Regions from separate parts of the Gossypium arboreum genome. Here regions 1 and 3 are each linked to region 2. A link is a contact called in public Hi-C data. All regions are on one chromosome and are shown on one strand. Each heading gives the region's core, a stretch centred on a gene start, on an enhancer-like site or on the middle of the called end of the contact. The rest is flanking DNA. Distances are from core to core; before and after follow the strand shown.

Region 1 (3,675 bases), core at 1,139-3,638, 190 kb after region 2:
CGATCCCACCTCTCAAAATCCCTCTTAACATCAGGGGTGCTTTCCGCAGTAAGAGGTACAGGTTGTTCATCCCTTAATGCAAGGTTTATGTCTATATAGGCAAGCACTATAAGGAAGTGTCTTTTCCATTCCTTAAAATTAGTCCCATTAAGCATGGGTATAGAATTTATATTAGCAGATATTGTGGCAATAGAATATGAATTAGCTGAATATAGAACAAATAAAAACAAGCTCACATCAATATTCATAATTAAACAATAAATTCAAGATAATGTCTAATCCCATCTCAAGATACCAAGCACAACATTAATATCAAGTCTTTGGATAGTAATATTAACAGTAAGCGATACTCTTGTTGTAGCAATCAAACATTGACAATAAATAATGTCAAACAATTAATTAATCTTTAGACTAACTTATTACTCATACAAAATACGTTATAATTGTCACACATTTATCACCACAGATGTCATTGAAATTCTACCAAATATTAACTTACCTTTGAGTCAATCAATAAATGCATGAATCACAAAAACATATAATCATCTTGATATTTCAAATAAACTAATCTACACAAAAGAGGTCACTTTGGCAACATTTTGTTTCAACTAATCTATTTAAAATATTTGACATCCTTAATTAAAAGTCAAAATCTGAATCTATTTGTTTCAAAATATTTACCTTAATTTCATCTTTCAATCAATTAAAAGATAATCATATATATTTATATAATTTTTCAAAACAACATGCATTAAACCAATCAAAGCATGCATATATTATACATTTATATATATAAATGAAACATACGAAACTACAACATGCATTAAACCAATCAAAACATGCATATATTATATATTTATGTATATAAATGAAACATACTGAAACTGTGAACTTCTTTTCCAATTTTTTTAACTAAATGTCATATAGATTTATTATTTATTCATTTAACAGAAATTGAAACATAGGACAATGAAGAATGAAAAAAAATATTGACTTTAACATGATCATTCACTGAAGTAAAATATTTTAAACTCTATAATTAAATTTATCAATTTGAAAATCACCCAAATTAAAAATTAAAATAAATCCTAAAATTTTAATATGAATTCAAGATAATCAAGATATTAAAAAATACTTTAATATAAACCTTCAAAGATGTTATCCGAAATATAAAACCCATGAAATTTTATGAATCAATCATTCAAATGAATAACCTTAATCAATTCCCAATTATTCAATATGTTCGAGGCTCGGATGTCACTTGTTAGAATTATTAATTAAGATATGATATAAAATTTAATAAATCATACATCAGGATCTTCTCATGTCAAATCATTAAGAACAAAATAAGAATAAAACTAGATGCAGAAGCATACCTGAATCCATAAATTCCTTGAAGTTTTTCCTGATCTTGGGAATTTGATCTTCCAAATTAGCACACAAGAAATTCAGAGAATATTGCTCTCTCTTTCTTAAGGATGGGATATTAGAAAAGATATCTTGTATATAATTTAGGGAACATAACCCTAATATTTATAATCTTGTCATATTAGTACTAATTTCTAATTAGCCCATCATTAATTAGAATTTGATTAGAACTCAATTGCTAAAATATTTACACGTATTTGACCCATATTTTATTTAATAATTAAAGCACAATAAAACATTAACCAAATTAGATCACTTTTAATTTGGTCTAACATATCATGATAGTAAATAATAATAACATGTAATTATTCTTATTATATATGTGATGTCCATATTTTTCAACACGTTCTTCATAGGATAAATCATGGCAACCAACTATTTCTGTATTAAAGGTCGAAAAGAAATGTATAGCCCAGCTATACGAAATTTTGACTATGTCACTTATTTTTCCTGAAAAATAAAAAGATTGTGATTCCTCCATATGTGCCAAGCAAGAATTCTAAAAAGGCATGCCCAATTGATTCCTCCCTCATGGATCATAGTATTATCTTACATATTAAAAAGAATCCAATCGAAGTATTAAAATTCATATTTTAACAAAACTAGACTTGAATAATTTTATTTAACTAAATTAAAAAATTAAAATGATAAATATTTTTAACAGCTTTCAAATTAAATGGTAAATTTTCGATAAAATTCAAGTTATATTTTATATAAAATAATACCTTGATTTATAGAAAAATTAATATACCTTGAGTGAAAGTTTTTGACGATAATCAAAGTCGTGATAACCCGCCCATTTAAAAGGTGTAGCTAGTGGGCTATGACCCCTTATTCCTCAAAACATGGATTGCATATAGATAGGGAACGAACCAATCATAATCCTCCTTCAAAAATCTTATCCACCTGTCAATCACTCCATTCGTCTGCCACCAAAACCTCACCCACACTAATAATACCATTTTTTATTATTACTTTTAGGTAATTCAAAAATTCAGACAAAAATAAATTAGAAAACGAATTTTTTCTAAGAAGAGCCTTTTTTTTTTTTTTGAAAGCAAGGAAGAATACTACTGTGAAAGAAGGCAGCAAAAGGAAAGGAAAGGATAGGATTTGTAGCGTTCAAGAGGGCGCTTATCTATCTCAGAAATAGCAGTAATTAATTTTTGAGGAAAAAATGGCGGCAGCAGCAGCATCAGCTTCCATGTCGGCCACCGCCGTCTTGATTCCACGTGTTCCTGCAGCCGTTAGAACAACCCGCTGTTCCGCCTTGCCGCCTGTCCCTCCTCGCGTTTCCACCGCTTCCTTTTCCTCGTCCGTTAAGCTAACTCCAGGTACTGCTGTTAACATTCTCCCTTTTAACGCCTCACTTCACTTGCCTGCTCTTCCTTTTGTTTGATTTTACTGAATGAAAATGAAAGCTTAATGGTCATAGAAGTTAAGAGTTCACTTTTATATCCTGTTCTTCCAAACACCATATTCGGAATTGTGATTGGTTTTTTCGGAAATGAAATCATTGGTGGTGGGTGTAGGATCAGAAACGTTATATTGGTGACAATCACACGTGTTAAGAGTAGTTGCAGTAAACTAATTATGGAGGCTTTTGTCTGATAAAAATGGGTCAATCTTTTGGACGATAATATGGGAGTTGGGACCCCAAATTTCAAATGGGGATGAATTGGTACCAATTCAAGTATGGGATAGAATGCAAGTAACAACTCTGGATGAATGTCGGACATGTTCGTATAACATGAATAGATAGGTAAAACAACTATGAAGTGGTCTAATATATAGCGCTCTTCCTTTATAATGCCACAACAACAAATAGTTTTATTTGGTTGTCTCTGTCATAGTATATGCATTTGACTTTGAGCTACGTATTCCTTGGCCTTCTATTTACCCTGTTGTTTTTGGTACAGAATCCCGGAGGTTTCCTTTTCTCCAAACAAAAGCAACAGAAGACACCTCTGTCGATACCGGGGAGCTTTTTGATGACTTGAAAGAAAAAGTGAGAAAATGGTGGCCTGCACATAATCAATTTCTTGCTCTTTTAACCTGCTGAACTGAGTGCCTGACTTGGCTTGTTTTTTCGTGGTTTTCTAGTGGGATAAAGTTGAGAACAAGACCACGGTTCTTCTTTATGGTGGTGGGGCAATAGTTGCCGTTTGGCTATCATCTATTCTTGTTGGCGCCATTAACTCAGTGCCCTTGGTAAGTGGAACTCTTCATGCTACACTTTATAACTTG
Region 2 (3,987 bases), core at 346-2,845:
TTACATGTAATTATACTTTCAAAGTTATCAGAACTCAGATCGTACATACATATTTCACATACCTTAACCATATTACATACTGACACATATTAACAAATGTCACATTTCGAGTCTTATTTTAGCCAAACAGACCCCACAAAAGGTTTAATTATGAATTTCTAAGTCAAATGGGCCTAAGTGAAATTTTTCAAAAAATAGGCCCACACGACCTAGATGGTCAGTCCGTGTAGCCCACACAGTGTAACACACCCCCATGTGGCCCACACGGCCCAAATAGCCCAGACTATGTGGTCTCCATGATCTGGCACAAGGTCATGTATCTCACACAGTCTGCCACATGGCCTGGCACACGGCCGTGTGATATCGACAGCATGTATTTCGACTTTTGATTGTTCGCTACTTTTTTCAGACTTTTCATTACACACCTAGTCATTTCTTGATGCGAACGCAATCGTGAAAATTCCAATACCTAAATCTCCATTTCAAAAAGAATTAATAAGCAAGTCTCGCACTAAATCCGTCCACTAACTCAAATACAATCAATCCATGAACTAACGAAACTAACCCTTAATTAACACTTTCATCACTTACCTTTTGCAAAACAGTAGCCAATAGAAGTTTAATTCACTAGAGGATCCAAAATTCACGATCCCCACCTAACCAACATTACAAAATAACCTTTAACTTCAATGTCACAACGATATAAAACACACAAAGCAAACATATGAAGAATTACCCACGACGAACTTACAAATCTAATTCTGAAATACTTACCACGCACAGTCATCACAAATTAATTGGCAAATAGGTGACAAAATCGAGAATAACAGGAACAAGAAGGAAGATCAAAGAAAGAAGCCAAATGAAATAGGAAGGGCGACAGAAGAAGAAATTAACAGAGAAAAAAAACAAAAGGAAAAAAACATGAAATTGATACAAAATTTAGGAGAAAAATCCCTCAGTACTAGGTTTTTTACAACTACCCCACTAACTCATATCATTATCCACATCAGATTTTTCACAGAGTTTAAAACAAAATTAATTTTCCACTTTGCATACGCAAGAATTCAAACACAAGATCAAATGGTAAGTTAAAACCTTACCACTGAATTAAATTTAAGTCAAATATACAAAGATATAGATAGGAACAAAAATAACAAAAATTCCAAAAAGAATGATTTAAACACAAGACCTCAAGCACACAACTAAATACTTAATCACTAAACCAAATCAATTTACATAATAACATTTTTACAATCCTAACTCAAAATCAAAATGTAACCACTCTAAGTTTCACAAACTTAATTTTTTCTAACCCGATTTTTAAAATATGACAGATTATATCTATAAATTTATGCATGATATAGAATTACATGGAATTTAACAAATTTTTTAATTGCTACCGTTCAGACTCTATGACTGAAATCTGAAAATAAAAACACATATAAAAATAAAAAATAAGCAAAAGAAGAAATTGATGTTCATTGTTTGATATGAATTTAATCTTATATAACATTTGTTGTTGACATGCATATGTACAAGTGTTTGGCTTCGGCCATTTAATAACTTGTTTAAATAGATCCAAACCAAGCAAACATTAGATAGATAGTAAGGAAACTATTAGGGTAATTCAAAACAACAATCTGTAGTAATTATAGTATTGTTGCACTGAAACAAGTACCAACATCCTTCACATTCTTCTCCTTTTGCTTGCTCTGTCTTCTTTTCAATTTTCGAAGCAATTTAATTCTCACTTAATTGTACGTAAATAAGCCACCTTTTCATTTTCTTTTTTAATCCAGGACCAGGATAGAATCATTTTTTACATACAAGCCATGTCCGACGCTCTATTTCCATCGGCACTCAACAAGCCACCTGGATACAATGACCCTAACTCGCCCGCTGGGTTTAAACCGTTGCCGCGAAAGCCGGTTCTTCCGCCATCTTTCCGGCCCAAGAAAAAGAAGGGCCGTGTTTGTTGCTGCTGTTTTTGCATCTCTTTCTCGATCTTGATTGCCCTGATCATCATCTTCGCCGCCGTTTTCTACTTTTCGGTCAACCCCAAATTACCACGTTTCCACGTCCAGTCATTCCAAATCCCCCGCTTCAACGTCACAGAAACACCCGACGGTACCTACCTCGATGCCACGACGATGACGGTAATGGAAGTGAGGAATCCCAACGGGAAGATGACGTATTATTACGGCGATACGGCGGTCGACATCAGCGTCGGGGAAGGCGAGGACGAGACTGAGGTCGGGACGGCGAAGGTGCCCAAGTTCACGTCGAGGAAACAATACACGACTAGCTTGAAAGTGGAGACGAAGGCAAGCAACAAGCAGGTGGATAATACGTTGGCGAATAGGCTTCTGAGTGGGTACAAATCGAAGAGTTTGGCGGTGAACGTGGCGGCTCGGACGAAAGTTGGAGTGGGTGTGGCGGGGTTGAAGACTGGCATGTTGGGGATTACCGTTAAGTGTAAAGGAATCACCATGAAACAGCTCGACGGTGATGATATGCCTAACTGCCTCATCCACACCTTAAGATGGTAAACACGACGTTGAACTCTTCCATTCTCATTATTTTTAAGGTCAAATTATGGTCACCATCCCTCTACTAAGTTTAAATTGGATATTTAGTACCTATTTTAATTTTACATAATTGGTTGCTTTTCTTTTATAATAGGGATAATATAAAATTGGGCCCTTGAACTTATTCATTTCTACCTAGTTAGTTCCTAAAATTTTTGGATATACCCTCAATCAAGTTGGTATCTCTACACCAACCCTGTTAATTTGTGTTAAATGTGACATTGCTAGCCAATCTAATGGTGCCACATAGCATCCTCCCAAAATGTTATCTAACAAACATAAAATTAAAAAAATTTAAAAATATATAAATTGTTTATGTTTGTCGTGTGACGTTCTGAAAGACTACCACGTGGCATCGTTAGATTGATTAGCAGTACTACATCAACACAAATTATTGGTGTTAGTGTAGAGGTATCAACTTGGTTGATGAAATCTAAATTCAGGGACTAAGTAAGTGGAAATAAACAAGTTCAAAGACCAAAATATATATTAGTTTTTATAATATAATTAGTTAACTGATGATGTGAAGGAGGCTGTTTTTTGGGTTAAAAGAGATGTTTTTTAAAAAATGTATTAGTATTTTAGTCCATGATTAATTAATAATATTGTAAAAAGTATAAGATAAAATGATGTGAGATAAAATAGATAAATTAAATATAGTAAAAGGACCAAAACATTAAAATTTCCTTATTTTAATAGAATTGAAACGAAAATATAGTACTACTTGAGTTTACATTTCTTAAACAGCACAATTCTAAGTGTTGTTAATGGCATAATTCTTAGTATGTTAAAATATGCAGGGTAAAATTTGGAAAAAAAAAAAAAAGGATTGAAAACCTTAATTCGTTCCAGTTTAAATATCGACGAAAATAGCCTAATCAGCACATATCATATTAGTAAAATGTTTTTTTTTTTTTGAAAAATATTAAATAGTTTAATATTGTGTTTCAATAAATAGTATACATATTTGAGAAATATGATTATATTGTGTGCAGGATCAAAGTTCGTTGATATTGTATGAAAATAGGACGAGACGAGGTATTTGTTTGAATCATTGTATAAGTATCTGCTTAGCTTTGTTTTAATATAATTTGGAATCATCATCGTTATATTAGTCTCCATTTCTGCAACTTTTGCCCTTTTTTACTGAGATGCCCCTTCTTTATTTGTTCAATTTGGGGAGACAACATCCAAACCACCCCTCTTTGTTGCGAAGGAGACATTGAATAGTAGAGATTCATTCATGTGATATATAATTAATATTTGCTCATAAAATTCATTTAATTAAAAACAATTCATCCAAACATTAAAATATCACCCCTTTTGAAGATATTTTGCAAAAGCAATTTTTAACAAAACAAATCCTCAGTCTTTAAAAACTTCAATTTTCTTCTAA
Region 3 (3,743 bases), core at 1,238-3,737, 230 kb before region 2:
ATGCATAGCTCAATTAACCTATTCAAAGGGACCTAAAATGCACATTTAGCCAACACAAATACTTGTTCAAACATACACTTTCCATGCCAAAAATACAACTTGTAACTCCTCCCTAAATACCTAACCAATATGCCACATTGGCACCACCACAATAAAGATCTAAGAAACTTTCAGACCATTCATCCAATTCAAATAGGCATATAAGCTTATGTTAAAACTTTCAATTTATCAGAATAACTTGTCAAAATCTCACATACGAGACACGTGCAAGAATCCCACAACTTCCAAATAGGGTTCAATCATATGCGACAATCTTGTAGATAGATTTTGCATATACGTCTCCAAAATAAAATCTTCGGCGTGATTATAAAAAATACAAAAAATAAATAAAATTTAATCTTTTTAAAAACTTAATAATGAACTTAAATAAAATTATAAAAATTAAAAATATTTTCTTACCATTTACAGTTGAATCGCGAAAATGTGGTTTTCATCGAAACGAATAAGAGTATTTGTCATTCCAAAACTAAATTAAAATGAATAAAAAACAGAATTAAATCAAGAACTTAAGAGAATTTTAATTAAAATTTTAGAATTAAATTCTTGAAAGATTTGAGAGAATTAAGAGAATTGACAGAAATGGATTTGAATGAAAACATGAGGAAAATATTTGGGTTTATATAGAAATAAAAACTAGTCGTTTTTTATGGTCATTGGCAATTGGACCGTTGGGGGAGGTTACCGTTGGGTGAAAAAGCATCCAGTTGGACGTATTTCCCCCTTTCTCCAAGACTGGCCTATTCTGGTAAATATGTTACAAATTGGCCTAATCACTTAATTAATTTTTAAAATTGACATTTTTGCCTAATTTAGCCTTTTTTTTCCCTTCCCAAGAAACCTTAGAGACCGCTGCTCTTTCAGCCGCCGTCGATGGTCCACTACGGCCAATAATGCCACAAAAAAGAACCTCTCTTTTACCCCTTTAACCTTTTTCTTCCTTTCATCCATTGCCGCTGTGAATCATCGTGGTCCCCCATTTACTGCCGCTATCTTGGGCGGAAAACAACACCAATCAAATCCTCTTCCTCGCTTGTTTTTATTTTCTGAAATGATTCCCTCCAATATGAAGGTATAATATGTATAGTTAGGTTATATTTCCTTACAAAAGCAATATGATTGCGGGACACGCTATAAATAATGTTAAATGGTTCTGGAGGGCTATCAATTTAAAGTATAGGAGTATGCCATTCTTGCGAAAAAGCAAATGAAATCAAAGAGACCAGTATTGTCGTGTTTTACAAATAAAATCGAAATGATATACTAAAATATGGTATAATCTTATATAGAAGAAAAATATATTGAAAAACCCTAAACGATAAATTAAAATACTATATATATATAACATTGTTGATGCAAAAGCTTGATCGGAGGAAGCAAGCCCAGGCTTGGCGCAAGCTCACATGATGGTAGCGCAAGATCCCCATCTTAATTCATGAGCAAAATTTGATAGACTTGGTCCAAGTTGAGTGTCATGTTTCACACCCTAAACTTTTGTTAGCACTTTTAACTTAGGTAAGATTTAGCATCTGAAAAAAAAATTTAGCTTTAACTGACAATGTTTTTTTTTTTTAATTTTGATTTATGTAATGATACGACACTCTAATATTGCATCACATCATCATTTAAATATTTTATAAAATTATAATTTTTAAGCGATAATATGATGATACAATATCAAATGTCTCAAATGAATAAAACTGAAAAAGTTGTTAAGTTTGAGGATTAACGAAAATAATTCAAAGACTAAGTAGAGGAAAATTATCAAAATAATGACTTTATCTCTTTTTCTAAGGTTTAATATATCATTTGGTACTTGAATTTGATATATTTTTTTAATGTGGTACCTGGGTTGTTTTTTGGTCTAATTTGATATCTATATTTGACAAAAGTTATATTTTTTATACCCAAAGATTACAATGCTAACTTTTTATTTGGATTTTAGGATTCATTTAATGAAAGTTAATTGCTAATAGTATTATGTTTGAATTTTTATGATTTTGTTAATAGAATAAATGTAGTGTTAATTGTGAATTTATTTAATTTTCCATTTAATTTGTCAAATATAATCTAATTAATGTGAATTAATTCAGGTTTAGGGTTGATATGATGAAAGTTAATTGCTAATATTATTAGCTAATAATTTTATAAAATCAATTCCAAAACTTGAATTAAAAATTAAAAATTAATATTGATACTTTCATGTACCTAAATATATATAATTTTGTCAAATATAAAAATCGTATATTACAATAAAAAAATTCAAACTAAAATACCAAATTAAATGGTAAATTAAAAGATAATGTAGTGTAACGTTTTTGCTGTATTAAAAGGAAGGTACTATAGTTTAGATGCACTATTGAATTTGTGCAGACAATTATTAGCCACACAAATGAGTTGAGATGAGGAACAGTCCTAAAGACATGATCAAAAAGCCTCTCATCTCACTTCCAACGTGTCATGCAATGACTGGCAGAGATCTCATAACTCATTCCACCTCACCACCATTTCATCATTCAAAGTGCACCTTCCAAAGCTAAGGGTCTCTGAGCCTTGTTGTCATCCAATCAATTCCAACAAAAATCCTCCATTGTTGATGGTTCAAGCCTTTCCATCATACATTTGACACCCATCTCTTTGCATAAAAATTATGCAAATGAGGACCCTCAATGCAGCAACTCCAAGTTTGACACCTCTCTCGGTTCTTTCTGAGACAAGAACCGAGGCCAGAAAAGCACCATTGCTCCCCATTGCTTCACCACTCAAACTACCCAACTCCCCAGCTTTTATTAAGACCCAACCAGCTTTGCACCAGTGTTTGTCAAGAACCTTGCATGGTGGTTTACTGCTACTGTCATCACTTCTCCCCAATGGATTCGCTAAAGCCTTGTCATACGAGGAAGCCCTACAGCAGACGACGGGATCCTCCTCGTCTGTTGATTTTGACCCAAATGGGATCCTTGATACCGTCGTCAGTTTTGCAACTGAGAATCCCACGGTTGTAGCTGGTGGCACCGTTGCTTTAGCAGTTCCTTTGATTTTGTCTCAGCTGTTAAAGAATCCAAAGCCATGGGGAGTTGAATCTGCAAGGAGTGCTTACGCCAAGCTAGGTGACGATGCCACTGCTCAGTTGCTGGACATAAGGCCTCTCAAGGAGTCTAGAGATGTTGGTAGCCCTGACATTAAGGGATTTAGGAAGAAACCGGTGTCAATTGCCTACAATGGTGAAGATAAACCAGTGTTCTTGACAAAACTGTCTTTGAAATTCAAGGAACCTGAAAATACTACCTTATTCATTATGGACAAGTAAGCTTCTTAAAACCCTATGCCTCGTATATATTTGTTCATATATGAATTCCCAGCATTGTCTATGAAACCTTATCCACTCTTAATGATGATTGTATCACTGTATCTGAGATTAAATGGTTTGTGTGTTGGTTGTGGAGGAAGAATGTAGAACTGAATATGCCTATATGGAGGCTCATTGGCCTTAAGCTACACAATAGAATATGGCCATTACCTCTTTCTTAATTGATCCTGAGTTCCTAACCCATAAATTAACTGCATTTTGTTCCAAGGGTTGAAGGTTTCTAAATTGATAGTCTATACGTTCTTAACTGTTAAAATGTGTCTTTAAACATATGTAAGCATTGGCTGACAAATATTTTATTTGTAACTATATGCAT

What was found. A called contact is a pair of places that touch in the nucleus more often than the background predicts.
Region 1: a contact with region 2 is called in a Hi-C map of leaf, with 4 times the contacts expected there. The contact joins the promoter of LOC108468034 here to the promoter of LOC108468706 in region 2. A contact is called at or near these places in 2 of 5 Hi-C or Micro-C datasets (both in leaf).
Region 3: a contact with region 2 is called in a Hi-C map of leaf, with 7 times the contacts expected there. The contact joins the promoter of LOC108467617 here to the promoter of LOC108468706 in region 2. A contact is called at or near these places in 3 of 5 Hi-C or Micro-C datasets (all in leaf).

What each region holds. Positions count from the first base shown.
Region 1 is chr8:26,173,808-26,177,482 of ASM2569848v2, reverse strand. It overlaps LOC108468034 (protein CURVATURE THYLAKOID 1A, chloroplastic-like), which reads left to right and starts at 2,388. Exons shown (of 5, transcript XM_017768885.2): 1 at 2,388-2,762; 2 at 3,348-3,436; 3 at 3,532-3,639. The coding sequence starts at 2,606.
Region 2 is chr8:26,361,217-26,365,203 of ASM2569848v2, reverse strand. LOC108468706 (NDR1/HIN1-like protein 6) reads left to right here and starts at 1,595. Exons shown (of 2, transcript XM_017769576.2): 1 at 1,595-2,548; 2 at 3,587-3,700. The coding sequence starts at 1,836. The coding sequence ends at 3,602.
Region 3 is chr8:26,592,511-26,596,253 of ASM2569848v2, reverse strand. It overlaps LOC108467617 (rhodanese-like domain-containing protein 4, chloroplastic), which reads left to right and starts at 2,487. Exons shown (of 9, transcript XM_017768323.2): 1 at 2,487-3,363. The coding sequence starts at 2,708.